Linked DNA regions of Ovis aries: regions 2 and 3 are each linked to region 1. Evidence: chromatin contacts called from public Hi-C data. All regions are on one chromosome and are shown on one strand. Each heading gives the region's core, a stretch centred on a gene start, on an enhancer-like site or on the middle of the called end of the contact. The rest is flanking DNA. Distances are from core to core; before and after follow the strand shown.

The links. A called contact is a pair of places that touch in the nucleus more often than the background predicts.
Region 2: a contact with region 1 is called in a Hi-C map of liver, with 4 times the contacts expected there. The contact joins two enhancer-like sites. A contact is called at or near these places in 6 of 16 Hi-C or Micro-C datasets (blood, hypothalamus, liver and 3 more).
Region 3: a contact with region 1 is called in a Hi-C map of liver, with 4 times the contacts expected there. The contact joins two enhancer-like sites. A contact is called at or near these places in 3 of 16 Hi-C or Micro-C datasets (hypothalamus, liver and tail adipose tissue).

The regions. Positions count from the first base shown.
Region 1 is chr3:77,115,706-77,119,625 of ARS-UI_Ramb_v3.0, reverse strand. No RefSeq gene overlaps it. Among named protein-coding and RNA genes, the nearest start is that of EPCAM, 86 kb to the right of the region's middle. Within about 2 kb of position 2,110, at least 13 of the 54 cell types and tissues checked have an H3K27ac peak or open chromatin away from gene starts, as enhancers often do. A contact at or near this core is called in liver, where this site is marked.
Region 2 is chr3:77,353,833-77,357,752 of ARS-UI_Ramb_v3.0, reverse strand. The region is part of intron 5 of TTC7A (tetratricopeptide repeat domain 7A); the gene reads left to right. Among named protein-coding and RNA genes, the nearest start is that of TTC7A, 38 kb to the left of the region's middle. Within about 2 kb of position 1,957, at least 31 of the 54 cell types and tissues checked have an H3K27ac peak or open chromatin away from gene starts, as enhancers often do. A contact at or near this core is called in liver, where this site is marked.
Region 3 is chr3:77,315,187-77,319,106 of ARS-UI_Ramb_v3.0, reverse strand. TTC7A (tetratricopeptide repeat domain 7A) reads left to right here. Exons shown (of 19, transcript XM_042246211.2): 15 at 214-374. Among named protein-coding and RNA genes, the nearest start is that of TRNAE-UUC, 44 kb to the right of the region's middle. Within about 2 kb of position 2,111, at least 14 of the 54 cell types and tissues checked have an H3K27ac peak or open chromatin away from gene starts, as enhancers often do. A contact at or near this core is called in liver, where this site is marked.

The sequences.
Region 1 (3,920 bases), core at 861-3,360:
CCGGCAGGAAGGCCAGTTCAAGCTATGTTCTGAAAACCTGAGTTGATTTAGTACAGCTAGACAGCAGATTCAAGCAGAAGAGCGTGGCTTGTACCATAAGTAGGTTGTGCAAACACTGTAGGAGAAGAGATTTGGATCAAGAGGCTGTGTGTGCGCTGAGCTGCTTCAGTTCAGTTCAGTCGCTCAGTCGTGTCCGACTCTTTGAGACCCCATGAATCGCAGCACACCAGGCCTCCCTGTCCATCACCAACTCCCGGAGTCCACTCAGACTCATGTCCATCGAGTCCGTGATGCCATCCAGCCATCTCATCCTCTGTCATCCCCTTCTCCTCCTGCTCCCAATCCCTCCCAGCATCAGAGTCTTTTCCAATGAGTCAACTCTTCGCATGAGGTGGCCAAAGTACTGGAGTTTCAGCTTTAGCATCATTCCTTCCAAAGAAATCCCAGGGCTGATCTCCTTCAGAATGGACTGGTTGGATCTCCTTGCAGTCCAAGGGACTCTCAAGAGTCTTCTCCAACACCACAGTTCAAACACATCAATTCTTTGGTGCTCAGCCTTCTTCACAGTCCAACTCTCACATCCATACGTGACCACAGGAAAAACCATAGCCTTGACTAGATGGACCTTAGTCGGCAAAGTAATGTCTCTGCTTTTGAATATGCTATCTAGGTTGGTCATAACTTTTCTTCCAAGGAGTAAGCGTCTTTTAATTTCATGGCTGCAATCACCATCTGCACTGATTTTGGAGCCCAAAAAGATAAAGTCTGACAGTGTTTCCACTGTTTCCCCATCTACTTCCCATGAAGCGATGGGACCGGATGCCATGATCTTCATTTTCTGAATGTTGAACTTTAAGCCAACTTTTTCACTCTCCACTTTCACTTTCATCAAGAGGCTTTTTAGTTCCTCTTCACTTTCTGCCATAAGGGTGGTGCCATCTGCATATCTGAGGTAATTGCTATTTCTCCCGGCAATCTTGATTCCAGCTTGTGTTTCTTCCAGTCCAGCATTTCTCATGATGTACTCTGCATATAAGTTAAAAAAGCAGTGTGACAATATACAGCCTTGACGTACTCCTTTTGCTATTTGGAACCAGTCTGTTGTTCCATGTCCAGTTCTAACTGTTGCTTCCTGACCTGCATGCAGATTTCTCAACGAGCTGCTTCAGTCATGTCCAATTCTTTGCGACCTTATGGACTGTAGCCCACCAGGCTTCTCTGTTCATGGGATTCTCCAGGCAAGAATACTGTAGTGGATTGCCATGCCCTCCTCCAGGGGATCTTCCTGACCCAGGAATCAAACCTGCACCTCCTGAGTCTCCTGCATTGGCAGGCGGGTTCTTACCACTAGAGCCACCTGGGAAGCCCAGCACCTTTTTTTTAACCCTGTGGACTGTAGCTAGTGCAAGGTTTTGAGCAGTGGAAGGAAGTGCAAGGAAGGTTGTGGGGTGTGGAAAGATGATTTTCAGGAGGCTGGCAGGTAAGGAGCAAAAAGTGAGTAACGTGCCAGCACAGGGTGGGCCAGAGCCAAGTCTTGGGCAGAGAGGCCACTTTCATTTCTTTCTTTCTGTTTCTTTCATTCATTCAAATAGTGATTGCCCCCTCCCAGGCAGGCACAGGTAAACAGAGGACATACCAGCCCTCCTTTCCTGGGCCTGGGGCTCTACACTTGGACCCCACCTATGTGTCCCGCCCCAAGGCTTGGGACCACATGGCAAGGGCTGGGTAAGGGGTGAAATTGGCTCTGACCTCTCACCTGCAGCTTCTTTCTACAAAACCTCTAATCCTCACGGTCCGGAGTCTCGAGCCCTCTTCCTCGCGATCATGCCCCACCCTGACCACCACCGGCCACACCTGGAAGGGAAGGAATTGCGGGAACAACGGGTAGCCTTTGCAGGAGGTGGCGCAACCGGAAAATGGGCTAAGGCCGCAGCCGGGAAGGGGGACTGAGGGATGAAGGCCTAGGAAGGCGCTTCCTGAGGACAGCCACACCCGCCCGGAGGCTGGACGAGCGTTTGGGCGGTGTGGCCACGGGGCGGTGGGACACGTAGCCTCCCGGCAGGAAGCAAAAGCTGGAAGCTGGGCTCCGGAGGCGCCCAGCGGGCCCTCTGCGCCCCCTGCCGAGCGCCGGCCTCCACTGCACGCACCGCCGCCGCCCCTGCACATCAGGACCCGACCCGGCGGCGGGCAGGCCCCAGAACCCGGCATCCCGCCCTACCTGGCCGCGGGAGGAGGGAGGTGGGAATTGCAACCTTTTTTGTAATAGAAATAGAGGCGCTCCCGTGATGGTCTAAAGCTGGTTAGGGGCCGGCCTTACCAGATGCTTGAAATTCCACGGTTACAGATTCCATTCTTTGGAGGAGGACTTATCAGATACGTCTGGAAAGGGGCTTGGAGGGACTAGGTAGGCAAAGTCGTTCATTCCTTCTCCCAGCCAAGCACTTTTTTTTTTTTAAGAGCTCACTTGCCAGGACCATCCTGAAGGTGACTCAGAGCCAGCAGCCATTGCTGGCTTGTGAAAGGCTAGTTTCTCCCGCCATGCTTTGAATTTTGTGAATCACTGGGTAATTGACCACCACCCCCCACCCCCACCCCCGCCCCCAACCTCCTGCCGGAAGTCTGCCTTGACTTTTTGGGTGTATTTGCTAAGTCACTTCAGTCGTGTCCGACTCTGTGCGACCCCAAAGACAGCAGCCCACCAGGCTCCGCCGTCCCTGGGATTCTCCAGGCAGGAACACTGGAGTGGGTTGCCATTTCCTTCTCCAATGCATGAAAGTGAAAAGTGAAAGTGAAGTCGCTCAGTCGTCCGACTCAGCGACCCCATGGACTGCAGCCTACCAGGCTCCTCCATCCATGGGATTTTCCAGGCAAGAGTACTGGAGTGGGTTGCCATTTGGGTGTATGGTTACATGCAAAGTCAGAACTGTCGGTTTGGCAGGCCAGGTTCCCTGTTTATTTACCATGAATTCTGTTTGGTCTCTCCAGGCTCATTGAATGACCAGGGGCAGAAAACCTTCATTGGCTGGGGCGCTTCTCTAAAGGAGAAGCAGCAGAACATAAAGGGAGCAAATACTCCCATTTCCTGTCCAATCAAGGATAAACCCATGCTGTCCTCAAGGGCCATTTGCATCTGGTCACACGTTACCTGATCCCCTGGAGGAGGGGCTGGCAACCCACTCCAGTATTCTTACCTGGAAAATCCCTTGGACAGAGGAGCCTGGTGGGCTACAGTCCATAGGATCACAAAGAGTAGGACAACTGAGTGACTTAACATGTACTCACGCCACATCTATGATCTTTGTGAGCACCCGCCACAGACAGTCTATTCTCCAAAGACAGCCAGGAGGTCGAATAAGATCATAAATGCTCATAAACTTAAGTTAGACTGTCTCTCTTCTCAAATCCCTGTAATGGCTCCCCATCTCACTTGCGGTAAAAACAGAAGTTTCTGCCTAGGCCTAAAGGTTCCAAGTGCTCTGGCCCCTGCTTCTTAATGACTTATTGGAGCCTCTGTCTACAGCTTCGCTATCACTCACTCCTGTGGCCATATCCACCTGCAGTCCCATGAACTCAGCAGACATGCTCCCATCTCAGACTCTGGCTCTTGCTAGTCCCTCTGCCTGGAATGCTGTTTCCCTAGTTGTCCACGTGACCCACCCCCTCACCTCCTTCAGGTCCTTATTTAAATGCCATCTTAGGGAGAGAGGCTTTCCCTGTCTTTCCTGTCTAAAATAACACCCTCCCTCATCCTCTGGGCCATTGGCCTGTTCGGCCCCTCAGTTGCTATTCTATCATTTATCACAACCTGACATATTACTTATTTCTGTTTATTTGCATGTTGTCTGCCTTCCCAACAAGTATATAAGCTCCATAAGGACAGAGAACTGTTTTCTTTCTCATCCGTTTATTTCGGTATCCAT
Region 2 (3,920 bases), core at 708-3,207, 240 kb before region 1:
TTTGAATAATGTCTTTATACCTTTCTTCTTGATGGTCGCCGATACTTGTTGAATACTTACTGCGTGTCAGGCAGAATGCTGATGCCTTTACATGTAATCCTGTAAAGTTGGAACTAGTAATATCCCCATTTTCCTGAAAGAGAGGTTAAGGAACTTGCCCAAAGTCACAAGGCCAGCAGGTGGTGTTGCCAGCAAACCTGGTGCTGAACTGTGTCTGTCCCACCCACAGCCTGGCCCCACACTTGAGAACCACGGTCTTAGCTCAGGGTGCAGAGGCTGGAGGTCAGGGGGAGACGGATGCAGATGCCTGACACCCTCGTCACTGTCTCTGGGGCAGCTCTGGAGAGTCTTTTCCAGGGCTCCAGAGCCGTTTGCTGGTGGTTAAATTCACTCCCATTGCCTGGGCTCTTGGGGTGTTTGGGAAGGGTTGGGAGAAACCCTTTGCTGTGTTGAAAGAGGTCACAGCCCAATAGCGGAAAGGTGGCTAAGATGGAAAAGCCCTGAGGAGAGACAGCAGCTCCTCTCCCAGCTTGCTGCTGAGAGCCCCCTGAGTGCTGCCCCCAGCTGCCAGGCCGGACGAGGTCCGTCCTCACAGGGCCCACGTCTGAGCGGGAGCTGTGGGAGCCATGTGTGGATGGTGGACAGTGCCCTGTGCTGGAGGAAAAGAAGGCAGGGGGTTGGGCGCCGCCTGGGACAGGGTGGACTCTAGGGAGACATTTTGTTCTGACAGGCTGGGTGGAGTGGAGTCCCTGGAGCTCCGGCACTGTTGGGTGTTAGAGGACGTTCATTAGAGCCAAAGAACAGGAGGAGGTGGTGGTATCTGCTTCTCAGACTCTGGGCTGGAATCTGAGAGCTGGAGCTCATTCCCGTGTGGGTGTGGTGTGGACCCAGGCTCCAGAGGGTCAGAGGAGAGCCTGCTGAGAACGGGGTGCCCAGCCCCAAGGGCCAGATGACCACGAGTAGTGCTGGCTCCCAGGGCCTGGCTTGTTGAGGATTGAGGATTGATCCCTCCAGTTGAGGATCTGCGTAACTTAAAGGGTGTGGTGCTCTCCACTGTGCAGTGTGAGTGGTGTTTGCTTGGCCTCCAGACAGTGCTGCTCCTTTAATCCTGAGCTTCACTGAGGCCTGGGCCTCCCTCATGCTGCCCGCTTACTCATTCAGTGTCTGAGGGACATTCATTTTTTCCAAGGGCCTTGCCCTATTGATCCTGCAGTTAATTTCCCCAGCTGACTCCTGCCCCTTGCTCTGTGACTGATGGCAGAGTTCCTAATTGACCTGGGACTGAAAGTGCTGGCCTGAAAGTCCAGAGTTGAAGGCCCCTCCCAAGGGGCAGGGACCTGGGATACCTGGGTTCCACTTCCCCCTCGCTGCCACCAGAGGGCAGCCGTGGACTCTGGTTGGAGCCTCACCCCAGGCAGTTCTGTGGATGACAACTGCCAGGAGGAGGCATCTCTCAGTTGGGGGTTGGTGAGCCCAGGGTCTTGGCTGTGGGGGAGGCTTGGTTCTCCTTTGCATGGAGCAGTTCCAGGAGTGAAGCAGCAGGGGGTAGCTGAGGGTGGTGCAATGCCAGGGAAACTGTTGATGACCCTGACCTCACTAGAACTGAGTCTCTGAGCATCTCCCAAGAAAAGAATTTGAGCTGACTGGGCTCCTTCCCCCACAGTGGGCAAGGGGCCATTTTCTCCTTGGAGTGTTTTTTTTTCCTTTCCTTCTCCCTAGATGTACAGAGCTCATTCTTGGCTCAGGTCTGGGAGCCAGCTTGGGTTATGTATGTTGAACCAGGTGGGCTGAATGTTTTGTGCATGCTCTTTAAAAAAACTTTTCAGTTGGTTTTTTTTTAATCACTAAAGCAATATTTGGTTTTGTACCAAAACCAAACAATAGAGAAGGGAATGTGTGTTTTCTAAGGGAGTTGCAGGGCTTGGCAGGCTGTGAAGCCTTATGAAAACACTCTCCCTTTTACTGTGTGTGTGTGTAGGTACCTTAGAAAACCCAGCCTGCTGTTGAGTATAACCCAGTGAGGGATGTGTCCAATCAGCAGTGATTTAGTATTCTCATCAGCCACCCAGTATCTGCAGTGCCGGGGGAGGGCAGGAGACAGATGGCTCAAGGGGGCATCCAGGGAGCAGAGTCACCCAGCAGCAAAACCCAGGAGAGCCTCCTGGTGGTCACGGAAGAGACCTCTTTAGGCAAAGGGAGAACTCGGAGGCCCATCAGAGAAGGCACATTCTTCCAGCCTCTCTCAATGCACAGTCTTTACTTATCGTCCTTACCCACTGCCCATCCCCTACCTCGCTAGACCGGTGTCCTTGCCTGGATGTCCTCAGGGCCCTGCCCGGAAGTGTCACAGTCTTTTTCTGGGGTTGGGAGTGAAGAGGAGAGCGTTAGTTTTTGAAACTGATGATGTGGTTCTGTGGCAGGAAGGAATAGCTTGATAACCATTTGAACTTCACCTGACCCTGCCTTCTGGTTCAGTCCTCCAGCTATTGGGGCCTGGCTGTGCATTTCTGGGTCTTTGACCAGAAACCTCTCATATGCGATTAGCAGTGCCAGCCCTGAACCGGAGACTTCCAGCCGGAGCCGTGCGTGCCAGAGCCTGTTTAGGTTCCACTTGGTGGTGATTCCATGTATTTTCTCATTCCCTGCTTCTCATTCTCCCCCTCAAGAAAATTTGTTGAGCGCCCTACTGTATGCAAAATATTTTGCTAAGCTCTTGAATAAATCAGGGGCGTGACTAAATTTATAGACCATGAGCACCTTACGTGCAAGCCCATAAATGAGCTATTCATTCATCATTCAGTCTTTTAATTCATCCCCCCTGTATTAGTTGGATGCCTGTTGAGAACAGGATAGTTGGTGTTCAATATCCAGTTCAGTTCAGTCACTCAGTCGTGTCTGATTCATTGTGACCCCATGGACTGCAGCACTCCAGGCGTCCCTGTCCGTTACCAACTCCCGGAGCTTGCTCAAACTCATGTCCATCGCGTCGGACAATATCCAGGTACTTGGTATGCAGTGAGCCCTTTGAAAAGACTTCGTCGAAGGAGTCCTGGAGTTCAAATAGCCAGGAAAGGGAAGTGTAACTATGCCAAGTCAGAACACTGTTGTCTTTCTGGAGAGTCTGGTTAGCTAGAAGGGAGTGAAATCTGAATCCCTTGGTGCCTGCAGGGAGCCCACCTTTTCCATTGGGTGAGTGATGGCCTAAAAAGGCAGGCATCTTCAGGGCTTTAATTTTCCCTTTGGAGAATGAGGATGGATTTATTCCACAATAATTTCTTGAGTGCCTCCTGTGTTCCAAGCATTGAGCTGGTGCCCGGGAATATGAAGCTTCCCTCACCAATCTCATTAGAAGTTGCAAAGGCTGGATGAGATAAAGTGCTTTGCAAAATCCTCCCCACTGCCTGCTGCTGACCAGGGGCCCCGGGGAGCTTGCCACCTCCTTGTGTGGCCCACTTGCAGGCTGCTCTAAGACAGGTTGTTTCCATTAACCCATGCCTGCACGCACATCTCCTCTTTCTCTCTGCTCCTGACCAGCCAGGGTTTGCTTGAGTTGGAATCCATGGCCTCCTGGTTTGTCTGCGTGCAGCCTGATTCTGGGCCAGGGTTTGTTGGAGGCTCCTGTTTGGACATTGTTAAAAGTGGCAGCTTTGCTCAGAAAGGTCAATGTGAGAGATTGGAACAAAGAGATCTTTCAAACTGGCCTCTCACGGGGTTCAGAAAAGCCCCAGCTCTACCTGGCACTGGCAGTTGAGACCTGTGACAGGATTATTCAGGCTGGTGGGAGAGACCCCAGCTTGTTTCCCATTTCCTGGAGGGGTGAGCTGAGGCAGAGGGGCATTCACGACATTTCAGAACAGGTTAGCATTGGCTGGGAGCCTGGGTCTCTCCCTGTCTAGCTCTGGCCACCAGAACCTTGCTCG
Region 3 (3,920 bases), core at 862-3,361, 200 kb before region 1:
TCTCTCTTCTGTGAGACAGCACTGACATGGAACGGCAGACTCTTCTTGCCATGGTGTTCACGGGTGTTTTCTCATCAGAGCCCCTGCCTGCCCCACAGTGCCTGCGGTCTCACTTGGGTCTGCTGCGCCTCGTGAGCTGGCACCTGGCCCCCGAGTCCGGGGAGCAGGCTGGGCCTTGGGGAAGGTTGCTAAGCCGGCAGTTTTCTCCGGCAGATCTCCAGCGCCATGGAGCAGCTGCAGGAGGCTCTGAAAGTGTGCAGGGACGACGCCAATGCCCTCCATCTGCTGGCGCTCCTCTTTTCTGCCCAGAAACACTACCAGCACGCCCTGGACGTGATCAACATGGCCATCACGGAGTACCCTGAGAACTTCAAGTGAGTTCCCTGTGGACGCTCTGGGCTGGGGCTGGTCGGGCACACACTGGGAGTCGAGGCGGGCCGAGGACCTGTGGGCTCGGAGCCTGGCTCTGGCGTTTTGTTTGGTGCCAGGAGGCACCGTGTGTGGAGGAGGAAGCTCTTGATGGTGACTGCAGGCTCCACGGAGGGCTGTGTGGACCACCAAGGAGACTGTGCTCTAAGATAACATGCCCGAGCTGCTTCCATCCCGCCCTGTACTGTACATTTGAGCATCATGGGGACACTAACTTGTGTGACTTAACCATAACCCTGGCATAGCCAGCCAAGGATGGTTTCTAACAGTGGCTGGGCTGATAGAGGCCATGTGAGCTGGCCCCTACCTCCAAGAAGGCCACAGGCAGTTGGGGTGAAGATTTATATCCCCCCAGAGTGGTCCTGGCCTCTCCCTCTATCCTCGACTCCTCCACAGCTCCTGCTTGCCGCATCACCCAGATGCCTGTCTCTAGGGAGCAGGGTTCACGCTGCACGTGGCCCCAGTGGTGGTGGGTGGGGCAGGACTAGACCCTCTTGCCCCCACCTATACACAGGGGACCTGCTGCCATCCAACCAGGACCCTGGGGAACAAGAGCCTCACTGACTGGCTGACGCAGGAGGGTGCGTTGCCCCTTGGGAGGAAATGAGGGGGAGGTCACCTTTTGATTTCTGCCCTCCTTCCCCGAGACAGGTAACGTTGGGTGCTAATAAACCCTGTTTCTCTGAATCCCCTGATCCCAGAATGAGGGGCCCTGAGCACCCCCACTCCCACTGTGCTCAGGGTTTGAAAGAGAACCCTTTGGAACCAGCCAAAGGCTGTTGTCCTTAGACAGCAGAAAGGAGTGTGGTCCTGGTGCCCTGAGAGGTGACTCACGCTGGCAGTGAAAACAGTTCCACAAAGAATTAGGGAAATTGGTGGGTGCCACAGCTGAGATCAGTGATCGAGAGGAGCTTCAGGCGGCCCGGCCCAGGGAGAGTCCCTCCACGTGGAGAGCCCAAGCACTTGTCTGTTTACCTATAGTCCAGCAGAGGCAGGACTGACCCTTTGCGCCAGGGGCTCGGGCTTCCCTGTGCCTTGGGCCTCCTTCAGAAGATGCCACGGTGGCTTTGCCTGTGGACTTTGCTGGGAGTGGCTTTGTCCTCAGCAAGTCTTATGAACACAAAGGACCGGCTATGTGGAGCTGGCCTTGCACCATCTCAGCTCACACCTGACCAGGAGCAGCTGGGACCCACCTGGGCCAGAACAGCGGGGTCAGGAGTCACGATGCTCTGGGCGGGGTGGGGGTGTTAGTCTGGACTAGGGTCAGCAGAGCCCAGGTAGTCCCAGCTGCCCCTGGTCAGGTGTGAGCCGAGATGGTGCAAGGCCAGCTCCACATAGCCTGTCCTTTGTGTTCACAAGACAGCCCTGGCTCTTGGCCTCCCTTCTATATTTGAGAGATTATTAAAATTGAAATTAGTTCACTTTAAAAGGCAAGTCGCCTAGGGCATGCACCACGTAGATAGAACTGTGTGTGGACAAGGTGTAGTTACCTAATCCCAAATACAGTACACCAAGACCTACTGTTTAGAAGTTTATTTTTTACTTTTATAAAAATACAGGAAGGACAAAGGTCTTCCTCTTCTGGTACCAGTTAACCTGGCTTTTTCCCAAGCTCAAGACTATCTGGCAGGGTCAGACCCATGGCCTGCTGCCAGCCGTGTGTGTGCGTGTGTGTGTGTATGGGCGTGCCTCTGTGTGTTTTATTGTCAGTTAGGCTTCTGCGGAAGGGTTAGAACAGTAAACGGGTTAGAGTCCTTATCCAGCCCCTGGCTCAGTGTGTGTCACAGAAGAAACCAGAGGCTGGGCCAGGCGTCAGACGTTGTCCTTTATCCGAGTGAAATCTTCCATGTATTAACAGATGGCGACCGAGCAGATGGGCGCAGGGCTGTCCCGTGGAAGCCGCAGAAGGGGCTGCACAGACTGCTCCCTTGGGCCCCCGATCCCGTGCAGGAGCTTCTCATGCCAGTGTCGCCCATCTGACTGCGCGCGTCTCCTCCTAACCCCTGGGCTGGATGCTCTGTGCTGGCGGAATCCCCTCCCTGGCCTGATGTGGCGAGGCCAGCGCCACTTTTTGAAGTCGGCTTGACACTTCCCATGTGCGAGGCAGAAGCCCACCTCACCTGTCTTGTTTCACGCCCTGGGAGGCGTCTCCTGCCCGCCGCCATCCTCTTCCTCCTTGCCGCCCCCACCACCTGCGCCTGGTTCTTGGGCTGAGTGCGGAACCGTCTCTTTCTGGTCCTCCAAGTGCACTTCCACCACCCCCTTCTTCTTTCCTCTCACCTCACTCAGGTGCGGACTCTTTCCCCAGGAAATGCTTCAGTCACTCAAAGTGTCTTGGAGAGGTGGGGCCAGGGGTGGGGCCTTGCTGTGAGGTTGGTGACTTCCCCCAGAGCCCCGTGAGTGGCCTCCTGGGCCCCCAAGAATACCTGGACCCGAGCTGTGACATTTGCGCCTGTGTGCCTGCATCGGGAGAATAGAAGCCAAAAAAAGCGGGGAGCCCCGGGTGGAGATTGTGCTGGTGGTCAGCGCGTATGGTGGCTGCCGCTCGGTGTCAGCCGGGTCCCCGCTTCTGCAGACAGGAGCCTTTAGCCTGGGGCAGCCTCTGCCCTGGGAGCAGAGCCCCTCTATCCAAACACCGCAGGGCCACTGCAGGGGCCTCAGGCCCTCTCGGGCTGGAAGCACGGGGAGACACCTCTGGCGTCCCAGCCCGAGGAAGTCCCATTCCCAGAGCACACTTGGGGTTCTTGTGTTCCTCTGTCACCACAGAGAAGCCTGCTGTGGAGCGTTGGGGGCCCAGAGCATCCCATCTCCCCTGGTGCTTCTGTGAACCTGCCCATCCACGGAGAGAGGAGGTTCTTATCTCTGAGCCACCGTGTGCCCCTCACATTCGTGACCATGGGGAGCTCCCCTTTGAACTGGGCCAGCCCTAAAAGGCTACAAAACTAACTGAATAAAATATAAGGGGCTTCTGGCTTCCAGAACTGTAAGACAGTATATTTCTGTTGTCTTAAGCCAAAAAAAACAGGGAGGGGGGCGTCAGGAGGGAGGGACAGTGGGGTATGAGGGGGAATAGCCACCTACCACAGCACTGTGGAGTGACCTAGGGTGTGACCGTGGGTCTTTGCAGATAATTCAGTGCTTTTCCCCACGGATGAGACCCGTGGACTAGCAGGAAATGTCACTGCGCCCATTACGGTCAGGGATCACTGGAGAGTGTCACTGCCCTTCAGCTGAAACTGCAGCCTGCTCTTCCAGCTGCTCCCTGCGTTGGGAACAAGCTGTGTGCAGCTCCAGCTGTTGCCACGGCAGTTAATTAAACCCCTAATTCAATAAATCTCAGTGCAGCCAGACAAAAAAATCCGCCCCCAGTGATGGGGTAGATGCCCTGACCTCAGCATTGTCAACAAGGTCTGTCCTGTGGGCACTCAAAGGCACCAGGTCTGGGTGCCACCTAGCGCCTTGCCGGTTCCAGTGGCTGAGACCTTGCTCTT